Linked DNA regions of Pan troglodytes: region 1 is linked to region 2. Evidence: chromatin contacts called from public Hi-C data. All regions are on one chromosome and are shown on one strand. Each heading gives the region's core, a stretch centred on a gene start, on an enhancer-like site or on the middle of the called end of the contact. The rest is flanking DNA. Distances are from core to core; before and after follow the strand shown.

The links. A called contact is a pair of places that touch in the nucleus more often than the background predicts.
Region 1: a Hi-C map of stem cell-derived neural progenitor cells shows a contact between it and region 2, with 4 times the contacts expected there. The contact joins the promoter of FRMD6 here to the enhancer-like site in region 2. A contact is called at or near these places in 1 of 7 Hi-C or Micro-C datasets (stem cell-derived neural progenitor cells) and 1 of 1 datasets of contacts at active chromatin or transcription factors (stem cell-derived excitatory neurons).

The regions. Positions count from the first base shown.
Region 1 is chr15:49,662,527-49,669,256 of NHGRI_mPanTro3-v2.0_pri, reverse strand. FRMD6 (FERM domain containing 6) reads right to left here and starts at 2,398. Exons shown (of 14, transcript XM_001157785.7): 1 at 2,240-2,398.
Region 2 is chr15:49,442,280-49,448,578 of NHGRI_mPanTro3-v2.0_pri, reverse strand. No RefSeq gene overlaps it. Among named protein-coding and RNA genes, the nearest start is that of TRIM9, 190 kb to the right of the region's middle. Within about 2 kb of position 3,873, at least 2 of the 24 cell types and tissues checked have an H3K27ac peak or open chromatin away from gene starts, as enhancers often do. A contact at or near this core is called in stem cell-derived neural progenitor cells, where this site is marked.

The DNA of each region.
Region 1 (6,730 bases), core at 1,149-3,648, 220 kb before region 2:
GGCATTTTGCTTTCAAAAGCAGCGTCTTCATCCAGGCCCATGCTGTTTTCAGGCGTTTTCCTGTACAGCCAGGAGCATCTTAAATCTCTAAGTTCAAATTATGTACTTAAAACTAGCAGCTTACCCTTGTTGCCCCCAAAAAGGAGATACTGGAAATAGGAAAGATTTCCTGCCCCTTAAAATGTCTTGAGTACTGCAAGAACTGCTGATTACTGTAGCCCATCAGTGTCAGATCTCAGAGATTCTTGCAAGCAACTCAAAGGGGGGAAAATTAGTTCATATTACAGTCAGTCTGCTTTCTGGAGAAGATGTCCTGCAGATAATTTGATATGAGATATCCCCTGGGGGACCCTTTTCATCTAATAATCCTACTAAATGTCCATTTTAATATGAAATATGAATCCAAAATGTTTACAAACATACTGGGAAAAGTATTCAAATGCCAGCTGTCTCATATTGTGAAGTATTTTCATTTTTAACATAAAACGTTTATTTCTCAAAGCCACACCTGAGAAAATGATTAGGTGCTGTGGTGCTGTTAAGTTTTATACTACAAAGGACATCAGCAAAGGCATCTGTTTTCCTGCCTCTCTTCTGGTCTTCGCCCCTCCCCCACTCTCCATCCTGTAGGTCCTGGTTGTTAAAATTTCTACAATAGTCTCATAATGCTCTAAATTCTAAAAAAAAAACTTCTCACCCTTTAACACTGCTGAACCTAAATTCATGCACTGCTCTAAGAAGGAAACCCAAAAGTCACAAGCCTTTTTAATGACAGATGTATTACGGAAAATTTTCCCCACAAAGTTTTGATGCTGTGAAATATCAACTCCCTGAAATCACAGAAAGGAAATGACTTACATTCTTGGAAAATGAAGCCACTAGCAGCTTTCTCCAACAGCATTTTGTAAACCCCAAACTACACCCTGTGGCAAGAGGGAGTATTTCGTGCAAAAACTAAATTTAAATAGATGCTTATAAAACCAATAAATAAACATTGCCCGGTCCCAGAGAAGAACAGAAGGGAATCATACTCGGAAAATCCAGCAAGAGATACTTTTTCTCCACATTCAGAAATGCTGGAGAGCACAGGCTGGAAGTCAGAAGCAACCTGAGAACGCTTGCTGAAGTTTTCCTTCCCTGCTGTGAGCAATGCACAGCTCCTGAGGGAAATACTGGCAAAACAGATTTTGCTTAAAAAAATTAAAATGAAAAGGTGTTAAGGGGGAAAACGAGCTAATATTTCTTTGGACACTAGCTACACAACTACACGGCCTGAAAATCTGCCAGCTTTCAACTTTAAAATATGCTTATTTTGACATTTTCCCATCTATTCGTGCCTTTAAGAAAACGCCCGCACCATTAGGTTATGCTGTCCCAGGACTCGCGGTGTTGTTTTAATCTCTGTAGACTTTACACTTACACGGGTGGACCGCAGCTGTCCATACCTGACAGTGCCTGGCCCTCCCGGAGCCGAATCCGGTGCTCCTGTTCGCCTGGGGCTCCGTCAGCGCGCCGCAAGCTCCTCCAGAAACCCAAATTCTGCAGGCCGCACCCCCAACTCGTATCTCACCCAGGCCCCCGTCTGGCGCCGATCTGCCCCAGCTCAACCTCCGGCTCCGCAGACTAGGCACTTTCCGGGACGCGGAGCAGACCCTGCGCTCGGGTCCCTTCCCGCAGCCGGGCTGTCCGGCCTCTGCGCGCGCACAACAGGCGGCACGGCGCAGCGCCCGGGAGCGCGGGACTCGAGTGCTAGTCCCGGCGCCCAGCCACAGCGACACAGACCTGGGTGCCGGGGCCCGCCAGGGAGCCCTGTGATCCGGGGACCTCCGCGATGCAGAGAACCAGGCACCGCGCACGGAGCCCAGGCGCGCAGTCTGCAGCCAGGACCAGCCTCCCGCCCCCGCCGCTGAAGCCGCCCCGAGCTCCACGCCTCCCCCGCTGCCGGGCTCAGCTGCCCTAGGGCCTCGTCCGCCCGTCCCAGAGTGGGCGAGCTCCGACTCACGGAGAAGCGACCTTACCGCCGGCGCCCGACACCCAGAGCTAAGGGAGCGAGAAGAAGGCGAAGAAAGAGGCGGAGAGCGGCGCACTGCCTTCGCTGGGACTCGCGACTTCCAGAAACCCTCCCGAAACCCAGTCCCGCCGCCGCCCCGCCGGCAGGGGGCACAGCGGGCGTCCGGGGCGCGGCGGCTGAGCGATGGGGCGAGCGGAAAGGGCCCAGACGCCTGGTTCTTGTTCATACCTCGGAGAAAGTCTTGAGCACCAGGCGTTGGGCTCTCTGGTCAGCCCTCTGAGTCTTCCTACCGGCGCCGAGCCTGCCCCACTCCTCTCAGCCCCTTGGCCCCGCCAGCCAGAGGAGCGCTCCGCGTCCGCCCCGCCCCCCACCCACGCCTCCCGACCCGACCCGCCCCCCGAATCCCCGCCCCCTGAGACCCCGCCCCCGACCCGCCCCAACTGGCCGCGGCGGCAGCCGAGCCGCGGGAGCTGCGCGCTGAGCTCGCGGCAGTACGGGGAGCGCCCGCCCGCCCCGCCCTGGACCCAACCAAGAGTCCCGCGGAGGGGTGCGGCCACTTGGGGGCAGGAGAAAGCGGAGTACGCCACCCCTCTAGGGACCCAGGAAGCGAGGCGAGCCTCAGGTGGACGCGGTGGTGTGGACCACGGCGATCAGGGCCTTTCCCCCTGCTGTGGAGACGGAGGTGCCAGGGGACGCCGGCGGCTCCCCACCTTCTGGCCGAGTGGCCTTCTCCGCCTCCGGCTGGACTCCCTCGGGGCGCTCCCTCCAGAGCCTAGTCGGGCTGGCCGGGGGCGGCTGTTTGGCCTGAGTGTCGTCTTACTAAAGCGGAACGCCGGAGGGGAGGCCACTCCGAGAGGAGGCGGTCCCCGGCGGAGGAGGCTTCGTGAATCCTGCAGCCCCCTGCCCGCCCGCCACTCGAGACGCCGCGCCTCGTGGGTTTCACGCTGGATGGAGGGGGCGCCGCCGAGGATGCCCAGCCTCCCCCGCTAACTCTACCTCTCCAGTTCGTCAGGTAGACACAGCCTCTGTCTGCTGTGGTTTTAGTGCCCGTGGCCCCTCAGAAATTATTTTTGTCCCCTCCCGATAGTGGCTTTGGGGGATGGAGGGCGAGAGATGCAAAGGGCCAGTGGAAGATTTTTTATAGCACAAGGAATCAAGCCAGGAGATGGAGGTTTCATTGCCACCTCGGGGTCTGGGGAGGGGGCGAGCCACACCTCTCCGGTCAGTCTGCGCCCACCAGGACCTGCTGCTGGGAACCGCACACGAAAGGAGAGACACCCAGCACCTGGCCCCTGGACCCGCAGGGCGTCAACCTCCTGGGCTTCTGCCTTTCTAGGTTTCCTCTGACTTTGCTGACCCAATGACCCCTGGCCACGGGTGGCAAAAACGCCCTCACTGAGCCCTTCGCTAAAGGAGTGCCGGGGTTTATGTGTCTGGCTTTTAAAATGGGATGAGGAGACAAGGAAACAGGACCTGAGAAAGGACACTATCCAAAATCTGATGCTCTCAGAAGTCAACTTTTAAAACTGCCCTGCTCTTTTCATCCAAAGATGAATATATGAAGCCAGCTGTTACTGGTTGAAAGTGTGCCTCTTGTTTGCATGGCAAAGGAATTCAGTTTTGTGTTTATTTACAGCTGAAGCTCTCTTGAAATAATTGTCTCAGTCACAGCTTTTACATTTTGGGGAACCATGCCATTAGAACTGAATATTAGGAACTGTGATCTTTTGTCTTTTCACAATTGACAATACATTCAGAACTTATTTCTGATAAAGCTGGTCAGTTTCTAAGGATACTGTACTTATGATTTAAAGTCATAACTCCATGATGCAAAAGAGAACAAGAAATATGTTTCAATGACTGCCTTTTAAATTAGCGGTACTCCAGCACTTTGGGAGGCCGAGGTGACAGGATCGTTTGAGGCCGGGAGTTCAAGACAGCCTGGGCATCATAGCCAGACCTTGTTTCTACTAAAAATAAAAAATAAATAAATTTTCCGGGCATGGTGGCCCATGCCTGTAGCCCCAGCTACTCAGGAGGCTGAGGTGGGAGGATGGCTTGGGCCTAGGAGGTTGAGGCCACAGTGAATTATGATTACACCACGGGACTCCAGCCTGGGTGACAGAGTGAGACCCTGTCTGAAAAAGAAAAAAAAAATGTAGCTGTACTTAATGTACTAAAATTAAAAATTGGACAACAATAGTTGAGGACAGTGTAGGCATTTAAAGGTAGAGGATTGCACTTTTTTTCTCATTTTTGTCTTTTATATGCATCAGAATGAGTGCATATTGAATACTACTTGGTAAGGTCTTAAATTAATTTGGTACCTACTGAGATAATCCGGCATTTCATGTGTAAAGATAAATTAGATAAATGAATAATATATCACTATCTTGGAAAACAGTTCCTAAATCTGATTTATTTTCAGGTTTCATGAATCAAAATCTAACAGATAAACAACAACATATTGGTAGGCTGTGAAACATTGCTGCAAATATAATTAGGTAAAACAAAAAGCAAAATATTTTGAACAGTTTAAAAAAAAAAAAGTGTGTTTAAGAGTGGGCTTATTGTCCAGAATTATATTGTAGGAAAATTCACTATGTGAATATTTTCTGAATCATAGTGATAATATTAACAGTATAAATACCACATTAAACAGAGACTCTTAGTTAAAATATTTTGCAAACTAAGTATTTTAAACTCTTAAAATCAGTTATATGAACTCCTGTAACATCATCAAATTCTGAAAGGACTGATTGGGGAAGTAATACATAATCTAGTAAAGATGGAAGGGGAGCTGAGAAAGGATGTGTTGTTCTAGATATTTCTTATCACAGAAAACGTTTTTCTGTGCTTATTACAATAAAGAACGCAACTGTGTGGGTAATAATTCAAAGTTACATTTTATGTTTCTTCTTAATGTTGGGATGTTTTATTTTCACTAATATGATGAGATGTTTTTCTAAATATGGGACATTGCCCACCAGGGAAACATTATTTTAAACACATCCTAAGCAATTACTTTTTCCATGGCATTTAAATATTAACACAACTCTACATTTTTGCTTTTGTTTTTCTTAGGAACAGGTTATTCATTCTATGAATTTATTGGGTTCTCCCATGCACCAGGCAAAGGGTTAGATTCAGAGATTCAAAAATAAAAATACTCCTTAATCTTATAGCAGATTAGGGGAACAGACACGTGAGTTAACAGTTACAACATAGTTAGTTCGTGCTATGGTAGAGATACGCAGGAAGAATAGTGAGAAGGCCTAGGGAGGGAGAGCATCAAACATCCCCTGTGAACTGAGAAGGGAAGGATAAACAGAAGTTTGCCTGAGAACAAGTTGGTTGAGACAGTGCTCTCAAACTTGCAAGCACGTTGGAATTACCTAGAAACTTTCAAAAACTATTGATGCCTGTGTCTCAGGCATATAATTTAATTGGTCTGTGGTATGGCTTGGGCTTTGGAATGTTTTAAATATCCCCAGGTTATTTTAAGTGTAGGCATATGGCAGAGGACACAGAGTGAACAAGCACACAGAGCCATGCTTTTAAAGCATGATGGCCATAGCCTTATTTTGAGAGGTGTAAACTTTGGTAGGTGGTATTTGTACATTTTGGTGTAAAGAACACAGTAATATAGAAAATGAGATAAGAACTGCTGTAATTCACATTCCTTTACAGGTATTTTCTAGACACCAGGATAGTATGTTGACAATTAAGATTAGCATATTAGAAGAAAAAAAATATTTTTATCTTTTGTATAATTCAGGCTTATTGGCTGGGCGCGGTGGCTCATGCCTGTAATCCCAGCACTTTGGGAGGCGGAGGTGGGCAAATCACCTGAGGTCAGGAGTTCGAGACCAGCCTGACCAACATGGAGAAACCCCATCTCTACTAAAAATACAAAGTTAGCCAGGCATGGTGGCACATGCCTGTAATCCCAGCTACTCAGGAGGCTGAGGCAGGAAAATCGCTTGAACCTGGGAGGCGGAGGTTGCAGTGAACTAAGATCGCGCCATTGCACTCCAGCCTAGGCAACAAGAGCAAAACTCCATCTCAATAAATAAATTAATTAATTAATAATAGTAATAATTAAGGGCTATCCAGCATTCAGAGTATGTTTTAATGCTGATATGTAAGTTCTAGTCTAAGAGAGAAGTCAGTGATTTAACATACTGGCTTTTAAAGAATACTTTTCCAGAATTAAATACCGTTCATCATTCTGGCTGAAGGTCATAATAAAGAAATTAAGTTCATTTTTCTTTTTGGTAATTACTGAGATTCATTTTAAAAGCAAAACAAAAAGTACTTTAAACAAACAAAATAAATTTAATTAAGTCCTACTTTAAGGTTTTAGATGTCCCTGTAGCTAATGAAAGAAAATAATCTCACATGGAAACTTAAATAGTTTAGTGATATGGTCCTGATTTTCACTGCCTAACATTTAAAATGCTCTTTTTATTATTCTCAGCTAGTAAAATAAAGTACCCAAAGAGACTTTAATGCTTAAGAAAAGTCAGGAAAATTGATTATCATTCATTTAACCCAGCTGTCTAATTACCATACACCAGGAGCCCCTAACCAGGAATACGCATAATTATTTTTCAGAGGCAGCATAGCACAGGGCTTAATTTTATGTAGCAATCTAACTCAAGAAGATTTACTTTTACCCAATTTATAGAAATACAGAGTTGAAAAAATTAAATTCAT
Region 2 (6,299 bases), core at 2,624-5,123:
TGCTATTTGCCTAAGAATAATTTTTATTTAAATAATTTCCTCTACATTTATTAATCAGAATCCTACTGTAAGAATTGTCCTTTCTCAGCCTCTTAATTATTCATTCAATTACTCATATCAATTTAGAGCCATAGATACTTATTTTGAGTATAATTCATTACTACAATTTTTTAATTGTTGTTGCTCAAATTGTCCCAATTTTTACTACAAAATGAACCCCTTCAAGTTTCTTACATGCTTTCAGCATGTCCCCATCAGTTTTTGAGTACTTCCTTACCTTCTGGCATCACAAGATGTTCCAGACTAATCTTATCATTTCACTGGGAGTCAACCAATTCTGCAAGGAACCCTGGTTCCTTTTATTGAAGAATGGCATTTAACAACCAAAATATAGGTGGTAGACATGCTCATTGCTACTGGGATGTCATGAGGTATAGGAAATATGTGTCTGTATATTACATATGTATATATAATCTATATTTACTTCTTTATGCCATCTGTGTACATAATAAAAATCATGAGTTTATGCTGATACCTCCTATTCTAACACTATAGGGTTTATTCTAGCTTCCTCCCCCTTCCTTATTTTTAACTTATTTCTTCTACTTGAGAAATGGGGCTCTCATTATTCACAATGTTTCTATTTATTTGTTCAATCCTAGTAGATATGTAGCTTCAGAATTGCTAAAGCATATCCCCATGAGTATTTACCAAATAGATTAAGATATTTGCCTACTGTTCATTTTATAATATTTGCGTACGGTAGTCTTTAGTGCTATAGCATATAGTCAAAATACTATTTCTAATGCTACTTTTCTTACTGTTGTGTTCTATTTGGCATTCCCCCAGCATCTGGGTTGAATTTAATTAATAATAATGGGAGAGGGGGACATTCCCATAGTTCTAAGAGTCAGAGCTACATAGTAAAGGCATATTCAGAAAAGTGCTGCTCATACCTTGCTCCTACCACTCTGTTCTCATTTCCCATTCTTTCCACCCTGTTTCCATCTACCATCTGTAGGTAACTAATCTCATTACCCCTGGCTTATTTTTTCTGTATATTATTCCCTGTCGGGTTAGCAAAAATTAATAAATTTTACAACACATTCCGTTAGTGAAGCTGTATGTAAATAGGCATAGCATACTTAGGCACAAATGAGCAGATATGTGTATATGCTTTTAGTATTCCATTTTTTCTTATATCAAGCATAGTATACTATACATATTCTTTGCATTTTACTTTTTTCACTTAAAAGTGTGTCCTGGAAAATCACTATCTATTATTTCAGAAAGACTTTCCTCATTTTTTTTTACAGATATATAGTACTCCATGTATAAATGAACCATGGTTTTAGTCAATCATTCTTCCATCTGTAGGCATTTAGATTGATTCCAATATTTTGCAATTACAAATGATGCTTCAGTGAACAATCTTGTACATATGTACTGTCATATCATTGGAAGTGAATTTTGGGCTAGATTTCTAAAATGAGATTCTGAGTCCAACAGTAAACGCACATGTAGCTTTGTAAAGTAATGCCAAATTTCACTTTTAGAAGGTTGTACCAGCTTGACATCCTACCAGCAATGCATGTAACAGAATGTGTTGTAAAATTTATTAATTTTTGCCAGCCCGACAGGCAAGAAATGGTATCTCAGTGTTGTTTTAATTGTATTCCTCTAATTATGAGTGAGTGTGAACAAGTTTCATGTTTAAGGGCCGTTTCTATTTCATTTGTTGTAAATTGTCTGCTCATGAAAGCAAAGCCAGCAACAGAAATGGACAGGAAACTTTCACATCTGGCTCCCAGGATAGGCCCTGCCCCCTGGATTGAGCTCCATGGAGACCTTAGACTTGCCTGCTTTCTCAGCCCTATTCATACACCCAGCACCCGGGGCAGACAGAATTCTATTCCTCCCAGAGGCGGTCCATGACCTCAGTACCGCAGTTTGGTTGGTGTCTTAATCAAGCTCAACGATCTGAGTATTCAAGGTTATGGTTATTTTTAGGTTTCCTGTGACAATAAAAAACATTTTCTGCAGATGCTTAAAAATAAGCCCTGTGTTTGGTGTAGAAATCACAAAGTTAAAAATTAACATGGGCCCTGGGTATCTTCACATTTGAGTGTCAGGCATTGGTCCTCATGTTTCATACTGGGAAAAGTCAATCAACTCACCATTTGGCAAAGGTCAAAGCAGGGGACTGACCTTATGACTGATGATTCTGTGTTCCAGATCATTGTGAATTCCTCTACCTCTGTTTGCAAAAGAAAAAGGGAATTTTCCTGAGTTTCAGTTGAATTAATCACATTTAACAGCTCTTCAGAGGAAAAAAAAAATCAATCTTGTAAATTACAAGTACTGCCAGGGGAGCCTTACATTAGGCATCACTTCCATGTATATGGTCGGGCCAGAAATGAAGCTGGATTTGATCCATTGAGGTTGAACTGTCACCAAAGGCAACATTTCCGCTACTCTCTAGCTTTTCAATAATGTAAATAAAGAGCTGGATCAATTTGAACAACAGAGTCATTACTGTATCTTAGTTCAATGTTTTCTGCTATTAATACATCTTGTCTTCTTTTGATTCTCTAACTCAAAAGAGCTTGTTGTTATTTGTTTCATTTAGTACCATTATCAAATTAAATAAGGAAGTATCTTCCTTTGCTTGTAGTCTCCAGGGCTGGAAGGGAAGTAATGCAGTAACTGTACAAGCCTTATTTAGCTCACACAGCTCAATGGTACCCTTGCAAAGTGGGTGACTTTAAAAGGGATACTTTCTTTCCACATGAGCAATCTCATCAAGAATTCTTTTAGCCTGACACCTAAAAGCTGTTCTACTTGCATATGACCTCTATTTGTTAGTTACATGGGATTAAGGAAAATTGATCTATCCTTAGGGTCCCCTTTACAACCTTAACTGCTCATAAATTCATCTATAATTTGGAAAAAATAAATAAAGGGAAAATAGCTAAGGGGAGTCTATCACCGACTTCAGGTAAAATTCAAGGTCTTGTTTGTATTACCAGCTCTATTTCTGTATACCTAAATCTATGATGTTTCAGTTATGGACCACGAACTATAAACTCAAGTTCACTTTCACTGCAACCTTGGTTAAGAAGGAGGTGCTGTCAATGCAGGCATTAATCATCTCAAGAACATTCAGAGTATGAAATGGTTTCCCTGACTTTGATGTAAACAAAAATGTTTCAAACTTTTCCCTTTCTGTACCGGGTAGTACTGTGGGTGACTTTTCTGGAGTCTTTTTAGGAGAGATAGAATGAGTTGAAAACATATCAATTTGCATGTTTTATGGAAAACAATTTCTGTTAGAGCCACTGGCATACTAAAATTACTCAATACTGACTGAAATAGGGGGTCTATTTTAGAAGGACTTCCAGCTTGGGTGACCAGTTTCCTGTTTGCAAACTTTGAAAATCTCTTATCGGGGCAATGGCTTAACCATTAATAAGAAAAACACAGTCCCCTTCTCTAATTCTGCAATTGCCTTGTTGAACTTGGCCAACCACAGGTATGAAGGCTCACTGCCCATTAAGGCATTTTGACACTCTTCTGGGTATATATAGAAAACAATAACTTCAATTGTCTAAAAACAGAGAGAGACTTTAAAATCAGCATATACATATCCTCATAAACACACACACACAGTCTTCTGCACACATACATACTCCATACATGAATAGCAATGTCCTTACTAACATATTAAATATCCCTTTCAGTTCTTCTGTCTTTAGCGGTTCCCATTTCAGAGCCACACCACAGATTCTTTGTGTCCTAAGTCCACAAGAAGCATCCCAAGCATTCTTGCAAGCCCTGTGGCTTGGCTCATGCAACTGGGAATAAAAGATCCCTTGAATACAAATGGTAATGCTCATGCTAGCAGCTGCCACCCAGGGGTAGCAAACACCATGCAGTTCATGTTTTGTACTGCTGCTTTTTGTTCTGAGTGAAAGATGAGAGATATGTTCTCACTGGGGAATTCTTTGGTTCTGATTTAAGCGGGGAGAAGAACAGAGGTTTTTTTTTGTTGTTTTTTGTTTTTTTTTTATGATTCCCTGTGGCATGTAGAGTTTGACCTTGACTTTTTAACTACCACGAACACATGAACTTCTACCCCAGATTATGCCTAAACTTTCAAAATAAAGGAATTTAAAAAAAAACTCCAATTTGCTTGGAGCTACTACTTTCAGCTTTCAAAATCCTGTAATGTGTATTGTTAACAGCAGTGGGTTAGATCTTCTGCTATTAGTGGAGACCAGAAAAGAATACTTTGGGAAAGGTCAGCAGTGCTTAACAGGAGCTGAAGGAAGTGAGCAACTATATTTAAAGATTTAGGATGGAATATGGTTTCACTTTACACACAAAGAACTCTTTCTTTCGGCTTTTAACATTGAGGTGGATAAATTCTGAAAACTCACAGAGGGATTTGTTGTTGACTTGTAAATCCAAACTTACATGTCATGAATTTCATTACTCTATCTCTCATTCCCCGGAACAGCCCATGGCATTGAACATCTTTTGCCTGGCATAATCACATGGAACACAAAGCCTCTACTGAATCTTATGGAATGAAAGAATGCATGTTGAATTCAATTTTATTTCTTTTTCTTTCTTCTTGAGCTTCGTGCATTTAAAATGGGCGTACATCCTCAGGAAGTTAAGTGCCTGAGGATGTTACTAGTGATGTAGACATAACTTTTCGCCCCAAGGTGGTGGGTATAAATCTAGACTGAGTCAGGGCAATCAAGAGGAAATTGATGAGTTGTGTGTTTTCTGTGAAAAGAATTTCTCCCCATTGACAGTTACTATTCAACATCCTTACAATGTCTCAAAGTCCCACAAGTGAAGGGGAACTGAGAGACAAGTAATCTAACTTCCTCATTTTATAAATGTTAAAAATAAGATGGGGAAAATATACATGACTTGCCCAAGGTCATAGAGGTAGTAATGTCAAAGCTGGGACTTTGTCAAGTTTTCCTCACTCCTGTCCAGTGCTTGGTCTCTTTTAAAAGCCCACGACACTTAATTGAATGTTAAATGGGGGAAACGGATCATTCTGTCCAAACGCATGAGATGTCCTTAGCCACATAAAAGTAGTTTACTTAGGGAGCCATCATACCCGTGCTTGACAAAGTTCAATGAGGGAATTGCAGAATTAGAGAAGAAAATGGTTTGGTAATGTGTGGATAAAGGGCTAGAGGGAAACAAAAATCTTCATGACTACCCAGGTGAAACTGTTTTTGAACAGCTGGGCTGCACATTAGAATCACCTGGGGGAGAGTTCTGATAATCTACTGCTGCATAACAAACCACAACAAAATTTAGTAGCTGAAAACAACAGCCATTTCATGAGAGCTCACAATTTTGAGGAACAGGAATTGGAGCAAGTCTTAACCAGGTGATTCTTCTGCTCCTTGTGGTGTCAATTGGGATTAGTCGGTGGCATTTAGCTGGCAGCTGAACTGGTTTGGAGAATCAAAGATGACTTCACTCACATGCTTTATTCACATGCTTGGTGCCTTGATAGGAACGAATGGGAATCTGAGCTCACCTGTTCTCTTCTCTTTTCTCTTCTCCTCTTCTCTTCTCTTTTCTTTTCTCTTCTACTCTTCTCTTCTCTTCTCTTTTCTTTTCTCTCTTCTCTTCTCTTTTCTCTCTCTCTCTCTCCCCCTCTCTGCCCCCTCTCTCTCCCCTCTCTCTCTCACCCTCTGTCTGCCCTCTCTCTCCCCTCTCTCTCTCACCCTCTCTCTCCCCCTCTGTCTCTCCCCTTCTCTCTCTCTCCCCCCCTCTCTCTCCATGTAGCCTCAGGGAATATCTTCATAGTCTTCACATATGGCAAAGATAGCTTGGGGCTCAAGAAACTGACAGAAACTGCCATTCTTTTTAAGGACCAGGCTTAGTGTTACTTCTGCCATTCTCTATTGGCAAAAGCGGTCAGGCAGCCCAGACCCAAAAGGATTGGAAATAAATCCCACCTCCTAGTGGGAGAGGTATCAAAGAATTTGTAGCCATCTTTAATCTGCTGTAGCCCATCCTCTAGCCACTAATTATTTATATTCCTGCCACATTCAAAGTTCATTCACCCTCTCCCACAACCCCCAAGATTCTCATCTCATTACAGCAACAGGCTCAGAATGGAGGTCCAGGATCGCATCTTCTAAATCATGTCTTGGTGCATATGAAGCTATCAGGTATGTTTCTTTAAATACAGTTCCTCTTCATCTGAAGACTTGTAACCTGGAGACTGGAGTTGTCTGCTCCATATACCCAGCACATAA